Regions from separate parts of the Mus musculus genome. Here region 2 is linked to region 1. Evidence: chromatin contacts called from public Micro-C data. All regions are on one chromosome and are shown on one strand. Each heading gives the region's core, a stretch centred on a gene start, on an enhancer-like site or on the middle of the called end of the contact. The rest is flanking DNA. Distances are from core to core; before and after follow the strand shown.

Region 1 (5,337 bases), core at 2,588-5,087:
CAGGGAAACGTCAGGAGCTAGTTGGTTCTTGACCCTTTCATCGTCTTTAAGAATTGAACCCAAGCCATCAGTTTGGCAACAAGTGCCTTTCTTTATCTGCTCAGTCGTCTCATCCGCCCTCACCCCAAACCTTGTGTGGCTTATCATTGTCCAGCCTCGAGGGCCAGGCTTTCTACACTCTCCCTCCCTGGCCCTGTCCTCTCCAGTTGTCCTTTACCCTGGCTTTACCTGGACCTTCCCCTGGAGCCTGGACCCACTTGCCACCATCCGGAACTACTGACGTTGCAATAGTTGCAGTGATTTGATTGTTCCCCTCTGAGCTGGCCCTGGTCCTTTTTTGAAAGGTCTTGCTATATAGTCCAGGCTGGAGATCCTCCTGCTTCCAGAGTGCTGGGATTACCCCAGGCGTGGCTCTCCAGTGAAATGTGAGCATGCCTCTCCAGGTCCTGGTATCACTGCACCTTAAGAGTAGACAGCCAGCTAGTTGTCTGTCTTAGTCATCTCAAGTATGACGGCCCCTTGGGACAACTCCTAGCCATCTCTTTATCCAGTAGCACACCATGAATACCTGCTCATGGACGGATGACTCTTGAATTGTACTGCCTGACAGCATGCATACAGTCTGTACTCCCACCCTTGCCGATTGCTGGCTAACTGGTTATGGGATGTCACAGCATCATGGAACCAGGAAGAGGACAGACCATTTTAGATTCTGTAACTGTTACATGATCACTTCTTGTGTCATCCACATAGACAGAATGACATTTTGGACAGTGCAGCATGTGCTGGCTTACTGGTGGACAGACGGGCGAGTGGGTGGATTGTAAGCTTTAGCTGTGGTTAGGATGAGGTGGAGAAACCCCCAGACTAAGGGCAGAGCACTGGAATAATAAACACATTGAAGACATCCTGAAGTTCTTAATTAGAATCTTAGCATAGACAGCATAGATACAGGAGGCGTGGGAGCAAAGCAAAGTCAGGCCTTACCCAGGCTGGTGCCTTACCCAGGCCTGAGTGGAAGGTGAATGTCTGGGTTGAGCACATTGTATTTGAACTAGTAGACTGCTGGGAAGATGCTCAGAGGCTATTGGGAATAGGAAGTGAGTGGACTTCAAGGAGAAAACCAGGCTGGAGACAAACTTTCTTAAAGTCATCTTTTTATTTGAGAAAAACTAGGGAAAGCAATACTAGAAAAGAAAAGACCAGGACTTTTAAAGCTTTCCATCTTAAATGTATAAAAAATATTCTGGCCAGCCGGGCGTGGTGGCACACGCCTTTAATCCCAGCGCTTGGGAGGCAGAGGCAGGCAGATCTCTGAGTTCAAGGCCAGCCTGGTCTACAGAGTGAGTTCCAGGACAGCCAAGGCTACACAGAGAAACCCTGTCTTGAAAAAAACAAAACAAAACAAACAAACAAAGTATTCTGGCTTTTAAAAAATGTATTTTTAAATACTCATGAACACTTATGCCACTAACTAAAATAATTGTTTATTATGAAATAAAAACTCTTCCAAAATAGCAAGATTTAAGAATACTTATGCCAGTGATTAAAATAATTATTTATGATGAAATAAAAATTTTTCCAGAACATAAATGTTTGAGTTAAGGCAAAGTCATGATTTTTTAAAATGTTTTTATTAGGTATTTTCTTCATTTACATTTCAAATGCTATCCCAAAAGTCCCCCACATGCTCCCCCACCCACTCCCCTAACCACCCACTCCCTCTTCTTGGCCCTGGTGTTCCCCTGTACTGAGGCATATAAAGTTTGCACGACCAAGGGGCCTCTCTTCCCTGTGATGGCCGACTAGGCCATCTTCTGCTACTTATGCAGCTAGAGACACGAGCTCTGGGGATACTGATTATTTCATATTGTTGTTCCACCTATAGGGTTGCAGACCCTATTTAGCTCCTTGGGTACTTTCTCTAGCACCTCCATTGGGGGCCCTGTGTTCCATCCAATAGCTGCAAAGTCATGATTTTTATAGCCATGTCTTTCAGCAGCAGAAAAGAACACAGATCCCTGAATTGTACACAACCAAAGGAAGCCTTTCCTATTTCCCTGACTTAAACATTTCCATTCTTAAAGCATTTATGTTTTTTGATGGAAGGATAAAATTAGTGTGATGTGAGGTCGCTTGACACACACATGAATTTAGCCACTAGCCTGTATTGAAGTCCGGAGTCCATTCCCAGTGGACCAGAGCCCTGCCTGTGAGAGACTAAGGTAGCAAAGTACCAGACACAGCTGGCAGAGCACCTGGGAGCCAGAGACAGCTGTCTTTAAAAGGCTGGAGGAGAAAGAGCAAAGTGGAAGGATACGCACTGTTGCATATTACATATGTGGTATATGGTATGTGTCCATATTGTGTTGATATATTGGGTATTTCGGTAAAAATAGGCAAGAAGTTTGAACGAACACTTCACAAAAAAAGAAAATCCAGCTGGCCAATAAACAAAAAGGTGTCAGCAAATGTGAACACAGGGCATTGGTGTTGTGGATCAAAGCCTCAATGAATGCGGCTCCTCTCTACCAGTGTAGCTACAATGTAGCAATTCTTGTTAAACCGAAGTGGTTTAACTTAAGTGGGAACCACTTGCAAGTAGCATTAATCCTCTGCTCATCTCTCCTAGAGACTCAACTCTCCAACTCAGCTTCCTGCAGACCATGAGAAAGAATAATCTGAGCCACACTAATATTCTGAATTTCCACTACTAGCAAAGTACACTTTTAAAATAGGATGCATTCATATGGAAATACCATATTATGTTCATATGGTAAATTCGCTGGGGATGAAACCTATAAATTGAACAGTAGGAAAGAATGGTGCGTCACAAATTAGCCTCAGCAGCGAGCAAGAGGCACCAACCTGACAATAAGGGCAAGACTTCTGGAAGGGTCCACAAAACAGTGTCTTAGAAGGGAGAGGTGGGTGACTGGGGAGCGGGGTCAGGCTGTTGGTTGGCTTGCACAGGTGTTCTTACTATAAAATTCAGAAAGCTACACACTAATATGTGCCCTGAAAGTATTTACACCCACAACAAAACGCTTAAAAATAAGTCCTTGGGAATAGTAAGTCCCTGCTTTGTTTAAAAATACACCCCACTTCTCCCTTGAAAAGGACATTCTTAATAGGGCGAGGGTTTTATAATACAGTAATGCATTAGGAAAATACTTTTCAGCGTTTCTCCTTAGGCATCTAGGAATTAAGATTTCCCTCACCAAAAAATACGGTAGGATAATCCAACGGAGATGTTCCCTGTGCCTGTTTGGATTCGTTGGTAGGAGCCGTTTGTTTATTGAAACACTTAAAGGCTTCGGTTTGGGTTTAAGTGGTTTGTTCTGGAGAGAACACATTAGCCTTTTAAGAAGGAGGAACTTTCATTCCGATTATTTTAAGTGGTGATTTCGGACGCTCCAGTCTCAATGCTGTGTAGGGAGAAGGCGTTCAATTCTGCGTTGGAATTGCACGTCCACAGATGGTTATTAAGCCCTGGGCCCGTGCCAGTCCTGGCCGAGGGGACAGGTTGCCTCTTCAAAGGAAGCTAGGTGTAGCTGTGCTGACTTTACTGGAACATTCTAGACGAGAGTAAAGATCTGCGCGACTTTGTCCAGATACCTCCAACGTAGCATAAAATCAAGTTGGAGAAACCGAGAACAAGGCAGGGAACCACACATTCCCCTGCCTCCGGGGCTGGGGTGGCCCTAGATCCTAATAGCGAGTGTTGCTCCCAGGCCGGGGACCGCGCAGCACCCTGTCGCCCCTGGTAGAGCAGGAGGGCGGGGAGGGCGGCGGGTTGGGGCGGGGCGCGGTGACAGCAGAACAGGGCCCGCCCCCGGCTTCCCACCCGCGGCCGCCAGGGAACTCGCCAAGCCCCGCGTTCCGCTCATTGCCGCCGCCCGCGCTCGCGCCACCCCGCATCCCGGTAAGACCCCCCGCCCGCCATCCCTAGGTCCCCCTCGGCCTCGCGGGGCTCCCTGCCGCCGCGCCGGGGCGCAGCCATATCTGGGCAAAATATTCAGCTGTCGCAGCCGCTGAGAAGGGACTGAGCACGGTTCCCTCTATAAATAGCCGCCGCCTCGGGTGGCCTTCGGGGATCGGGGTCCGGTTCCCCAGCCTGATGATCGGGTCGCTGGCGCTAAGCGTCCCTGCAGCCTGATGCGCCCAACCCTAGTCAGGGCGCCCGGGGCACTAGACCTGGTCTCCCGGGGACCTTGGGAGCCGCCCGGGGTGCCTTGGGCATTGGCACGTTGTGAGCTGGTCACGAGCCCTCCTGGGAGTCTGGGGAGGAAGGGGATACACGCTCGGGGGACGCTGAGTCCTCTGAGCACCGATCTGGCCGGCGCCTGAAAAGTTTCCCAAACTGCTGGAACTAGCTGAGGTTTAAAGCACCAGCTGCGCTTGCCTCGCTGCGCGCAACCAGGTAGAGGCAGGAGGCCACTGGTTGTCTCCAGTTTGAGGGGCGGCCTAGGCAACCCTCCTTTCTTTTCTGGATCTCGTTTTCCTGTTTGTAAGGTGAAGTTAGGGTCCTTCAAAGAGATGGTACCCGGGGCCACGAGAGTGGCCAGGGCGTGCTCTGAACTGCCTACACTCCCCTGCACCTGTTCTGCAGTTTCAGGCAGGGTAAGGATGCTGAGGACACAGCTGCAAAAGTCAGAGACTTTGGTGGCTCTTGGAACTCAAATCCTGGCCTAGGACCCACTGTGGCCCTCGGAATAGCCTGGGAAGTGTGCCTGGGGTGTTTGGGAGCATCTCTAGGCTGAGTTGCTAGCAGCACCTCGGCAAAACAAGTGACCAAATGAACTGGGCAGGCTCAGGCAATTCAGTTCCCTGTGTGGCACCTGTGATAACTCCCTTAACCCGGAACCTCCCCAGCTCTCTGTTTAGTTACCTCTCTCAGCTTTCCCCATGAGATTCCGAAGACCTGGCAGAGCCAGACTCTAAACCCAGATTCTGGGTTCTTTCTTAGTGGGGGCTCCCTCCCACAGGGTTTATCTTTCACCCTGGGTCCCACTGTTGCCCCTGTAAGGGCTTCAGAACCCTTTGCTCAAGGTCATGCCAACCCCCACTGCAGTCTGCTTGCCTTTCCTGTCTCTACCGACCTTTCCTGGCAGGTTTGGGGACTCTGCACCCCTCTTTTGTGATCTGCTAATGTCTGGGACTTTCCCAGGCTGGAGTAATAGTGTGGAGAGTCTAGTAATAGATCCTGAAGATCGCTCCGTTTTCTCTAAAGCTATCTCCGGGCTTCACAGATAAATGAGTGAAAGGGGAATCACCCAATAGGAAGATTCTCACCGACTTCAAACCTCACAACAAACAGGCAGAGTGAAGACAGGG
Region 2 (5,377 bases), core at 269-2,768, 300 kb after region 1:
TTGAATGCCCATTTACAGCCTTTTAGACGCTTAGAAGATTTGTATAGACACAAGAATGTAGGGATTCACACTGAGATAACCGCTCAGAATTTAAAATCTGGAAATACAAATCTTGGAATATGGAGAACCACAGACGTTCCTAATCGTATAATTGGCTTAAAGTTTACTCTGGGGGGAAAGAAACGTGAGAAATCTAGCTTCCCCTGGCTTCTTTAGGAGCGAGGGGCCGCAGCAAGCAGGAAGCCCCTCTGCATTCAAGGAGCTGGGGAAGGTCTTCAAGCAAGGTCGACTGCAGGAGAGAGGATCTGTGCTCTCTGCCTCTTTCTTTCAAAGGCAGCCACCCAGTGCTCACTGAAGAAGAACGCAATAAAACCAGAAGGCTGGGCCACCCACGTTAGACCTGAACCCTCCACAGTGTGTCTCTTTCCAGTCCGGCTCCTTACACAATTCCCATGCTCAGGAAAGGTACTGGCTTCACCGTGAGGATCTTAAGAACCAAATCTTAGATTCCTGAGTTGGGAATCTAACGTAACCAGTTCCAAAAGTGGCCAGAAAGCGAACCAGGCAGGTGGGGCTGCGCCGCTGGGAGTCCCTCTCTAGCACCGAATCCTGCCAGAGGAAGGCAGAAATCGGACATTTTGGAACAGTCTACACACACACACACACACACACACACACACACACACACGCGCGCGCGCGCGCGCGCGCACGCACGCACGCACACACACGCATACACCAGTAGAGTTGTGCACTGACTGCAGCATCCTCTCCCAAGTCTTCACTCAGACCTCTAGAGGCGGCTGGCCCTCTCTGGCCCCGTGGTAGTGGAGGGGTTGAGAGGCGGCGACTGCAGACAGCAGGAGCCAAGTCTTCGCTAACCAGGCATTCTCCTGCATATAGAAAAGGGTCCCAAGCCACCTAAGGACCCTGATGCGGCGAGGAGGCTTTCCCTAAACACCTCTTGAGATACAAAACTTCGGGACAGACCAGGAACCTGGTAAAGCGACTCCCTGTGGCACTACCTCACCACGAACTGAAAAGCTTACTCTAAAACAGACGCAGGCTGCAGGCACCGGAGGGCAGCAAAGTTGCTGTAGACCTGGGAATCCTTGTCTGAAAATGAATTGCACCAGAGATTGGGCCAGGTAGCCTAAACCTGGATTTGGAAGGCATCCCAAGAATTAAACGCGCCCCACTTTAGTCCAGTTCTTACCCTCTCTGAACAAGAAAATGCCATGAGCCCTCTTTCCACGTGAGACACAACTTTTCCGCAAAGACCGATTCAGGAGCGCTGGGCCGAGCTCCTGGAGTCTCAGTCTCCCGCTTGGCGCGCAGAGGGGGCCAGCCCCCGAATCTCCAGGCGCCCTCCCCGCTCTGACGTTTTGGGACTCCAGCCGCTACCTGGGGAGGTGTGCCCGTCGCGGGGGTGGGGAAGGGGGGAGTGGGGGGGGGCGGGCAGGGAAGCGGCTACGCCCCGCGTTTGCTGGCGCCTTTAAGGAGGAGAAGCCAGCGGAGGGAGGAGCTGGCCCAGGTGTGTGCAGGAGAGCGCCTCGCCGGCCGGACTCCGTGCTGGAGTTCAGAGCCGCAGAACGGAGCACTTGCTCGCCACCTGGCCCGGCCCGCTCGCCCGTCTCGCCTCTCTGCCCTCCGCTTGGGTTGTACCTTCCACCGTAGGGGTGCGGCATGGGCGGCCCCTGCAGGGGTGTACGGTGCCCCCACTGAAGGCCCTGGCACGAGACCCCAGCCTGCAGCCTCCTCTACGCGCACCGCCTCGACGGTCATCCTCAGACCCGCAGGGACTCCCAAACAGCTGCCGCCACCCCGGCCTTCGAGCCACGTCCGGACCCCTTGATCGCCTGGCACCAGAGCGCCAAGGATCCTCTGGCCGGTGCCCCACAGGAGCCGTCGGTGGACTCAGCGCTCCAGACCCCGAAGTTCCCTGCCCTCAGCGCTCTCGGTGCCCGCTGCAAAGCCCCGGCGTCGGCTCCCGTGGGATCGGGATTGCGGCCAGAGCGGTCGTCTACAGCTGAAGACGACGGGGGGTACGGGGGGGAGGGACCGCGGCGCCATGACGGCCGAGAGCGCGCCGCCTCCCCCGCCGCAGCCCGAGACGCTGGCGGCCGTGAAGGAAGAGCGCGGTGAGGCGGCGGCGGCGGGCGCGGGGGTCCCGGCGGAGGCTGCGGGTCGCGGCGCGGGAGGACGGCGACGCAAGCGCCCCCTGCAGCGGGGGAAGCCGCCCTACAGCTACATCGCGCTCATCGCTATGGCCATCGCGCACGCGCCCGAGCGCCGCCTGACTCTGGGCGGCATCTACAAGTTCATCACCGAGCGCTTCCCGTTCTACCGCGACAACCCCAAGAAGTGGCAGAACAGCATCCGCCACAACCTCACCCTCAACGACTGCTTCCTCAAGATCCCGCGCGAGGCGGGCCGCCCGGGCAAGGGCAATTACTGGGCGCTCGACCCCAACGCCGAGGACATGTTCGAAAGCGGCAGCTTCCTGCGCCGCCGCAAGCGCTTCAAGCGCTCGGACCTGTCCACCTACCCGGCCTACATGCACGATGCAGCCGCTGCCGCCGCCGCTGCCGCTGCCGCCATCTTCCCGGGCGCCGTGCCTGCCGCAAGGCCGGCTTACCCGGGCGCCGTCTATGCGGGCTACGCGCCGCCACTCGCCGCGCCTCCGCCGGTCTACTACCCCGCCGCGTCGCCGGGGCCCTGCCGGGTCTTCGGCTTGGTTCCCGAGCGGCCGCTCAGCCCCGATCTGGGCCCCGCGCCGTCAGCGGCCGGCGGCTCGTGCGCCTTCGCGGCTGCGGCGGGCGCGGCGGGCACCGGGAGCTTCCAGCCGGCGGTGTGCACCGGAGCGCGGCCGGTCAACCCCGCCGCCTATGCCGCCGCCTACGCGGGCCCCGACGGCGCGTACCCGCAAGGAGCGAGCAGTGCGCTCTTCGCCGCTGCTGCGGGCCGCCTGGCCGGACCGGCCTCGCCCCCCGCGGGAGGCGGCAGCGGCGGCGTGGAGGCCACGGTGGACTTCTACGGGCGCACGTCGCCGGGCCAGTTCGGAGCGGCGCTGGGACCCTGCTACAATCCCGGTGGGCAACTCGGAGCCGGTGGTGGCGGTGCCTACCACTCCCGCCACGCCACCGCCTACCCCGGCGCGGTGGATCGGTTCGTGTCTGCCATGTGAGCCCGGGTAGGCACGAAACCTCACTAACTCCAGGACGTTCTGAAAGATGTAAATCCCCCGAGACCGGCGGACAGGACTAAAACGTGTATTGTACTGAGACTCACGTGCGAGGCCCCCTGAGGGCCGTGGAGGCTCGGTGTCTTGCACTGTTCACAGCCCCGATTTGGACGTGGGCGGACGTAGGGAGGCCACGGCCGCGTTTGGCCTGACACAAAGGACCCTCGATGACGCGAAACTCCAAAGAGCATGACTTTCTGCAGTTCTACTAGGGAGGGCCCTAGGCTGTAAAGGGTGGAGAGTTGCAGAGCTATGTACGCCAGAATCTAGGATCCCGAACTGTGGTGGAGTCGTAAGGCTTCACCGTGTGCTATGCCACGCCAAACTCGGGCTTTTTACATGCTCGCGTCTTGTACTTTTGACTATCGTACCCAATAAAAGGCTCGGACAGTGTCTTTATAATTCAAATGAGAACAAGTTTGCAAAATTGTTTGCTTTTAAAAAGAAATAGTTCGGTTCAGCTGGGCTAGTTTTCTCTGTCTCGGAGAATCACAAGCCTGGGTCTCAATCATAACTGAGAATTCTTCGGTGTGATCCAGCCCCAACACCTGAATTTTTAGTCTGCCATACAGAACTGTGTGATTCTACCCTCTTATTTTTAAACCCCCTCCCATTAACTTAGGTGCCTACCTTCCATATTTGGCAGCATTGGTGAGCCACCCAGGGCTTCCCAGTAGCCACTAATGTCCAAAGGCCATCCAGGAATGGGATCAGATCATTGGTAAATTGGTATTTACTCCAAAGTCCCAGGACTGACTCCAAGTAGAGATTGTGCCCTAATTATTGAATTTTTTTTTTGAGACAGAGAGAGAGAGAGGGATGTGTTGGTCATTCTTCAGCAGTGACCGCTCAGTGAAAAATCGGATTTTCTGATAAGGAGACCTTCCTTAACTGGAGCTGTTTGTCCTGTTTCCTGCACACTCCTGCTTCCGCACCCTCCTCCAACAAAGGGGAAGGAAAAAGTAATAATAGATTGGATGGTTAACAAAGCGATCTTTTTTATTTTAAAAATGTTTTTAAATTTCATTCCGTATCTTGTTTGTTTTAGGCAGCAGGTTCACAGAAATTAGAATTCAACGTCAGAGGAAAAAACAAATCCAACATGTCTTCATCTTTCTCTTGAGAAGTTATGATTTTAGAACAAAAATATCTAGCGTTGAGGAGGGGCTCCACTCCCCTCCTTCAGAAAGACCAGAGTTTCTAGGTAGACTGATTTAATAATAATAATAATAATAATAATTGAGCAAGTGAACTTGGACAAGAGAAACATGGCCTCTTTCTGTGTATTTAGCTTGGTAAAGAAGGGGGAGACTGTGAAAAGATGTCATGAAAGCATTGGTGATTCTCTCTCTCTCTCTCTCTCTCTCTCTCTCTGTGTGTGTGTGTGTGTGTGAGAGAGAGAGAGAGAGAGAGAGAGAGAGAGACTTTCTGTCCTGTTCACAAAAATATGTGAAATTCGTTCCTAACAGAGGAGTATTTAACTAAATCACACCTCCAACAGGAATACAGTACAAGCCACGAGTGTAATTTAAATTGTTCTAGTAGCTACATTAATCAAAAGAAAAAATTAACAGTGTTATTGGTTGTAATAGTAGATTGCATTTCATTCAATATATCTGAAATATGGTTTCCACATACTCAAGATAGACACCGTTTATCTGCCCTTTTCTTCTATCCATGCCTTCGGATGTTGGAGCTAGGTTAATTTACAGCTGGTCTTTGGTCCAGCCATACTCAAGTGCCCAACAGCCTTTTCTGACTTTGTGATGATAGAAGCCCGTTGGAGGCAGATGACATTCAGCCCTGTAACTCTGGACTTCAGGTGCTGAGGTCCCTTCTTCAGGTGAGCTTTCCAGGTACGGGGTTGAGGGTTCTGTGTGCTAGTCTAGTTCTGTGTTAAGGCCTGGAGCCCTGCCTACTTCTCAAAGACTGGAAGTTGACCATCAGCCCTGACACGTTCTCCCCCAGGCTAAAAAAGGAGCAGTGTTTGCCCTTATTAGTTCCGGAACTGAGCCTGTGTATTCTAATTCTCAAATTGGGTGCCTTGACAAGACCATTAACATTAAGACAGCCTTTTCTCTAGTGCCCTCATTTACAAAATGGGATTTTGTGATTGCTACCTCAGACCTTCCAAAA

Evidence for each region. A called contact is a pair of places that touch in the nucleus more often than the background predicts.
Region 2: a contact with region 1 is called in a Micro-C map of embryonic stem cells, with 1.7 times the contacts expected there. The contact joins the promoter of Foxe1 here to the promoter of Tmod1 in region 1. A contact is called at or near these places in 2 of 39 promoter capture datasets (embryonic stem cells and stem cell-derived epiblast-like cells), 2 of 484 Hi-C or Micro-C datasets (both in embryonic stem cells) and 1 of 9 other capture datasets (adipose tissue).

Annotation. Positions count from the first base shown.
Region 1 is chr4:46,035,385-46,040,721 of GRCm38.p6, forward strand. Tmod1 (tropomodulin 1) reads left to right here and starts at 3,838. Exons shown (of 10, transcript NM_021883.2): 1 at 3,838-3,925.
Region 2 is chr4:46,342,126-46,347,502 of GRCm38.p6, forward strand. Foxe1 (forkhead box E1) reads left to right here and starts at 1,519. Exons shown (of 1, transcript NM_183298.2): 1 at 1,519-3,649. The coding sequence starts at 2,069. The coding sequence ends at 3,184. Gm12446 (predicted gene 12446) reads right to left here and starts at 1,356. Exons shown (of 6, transcript NR_165272.1): 1 at 1,214-1,356.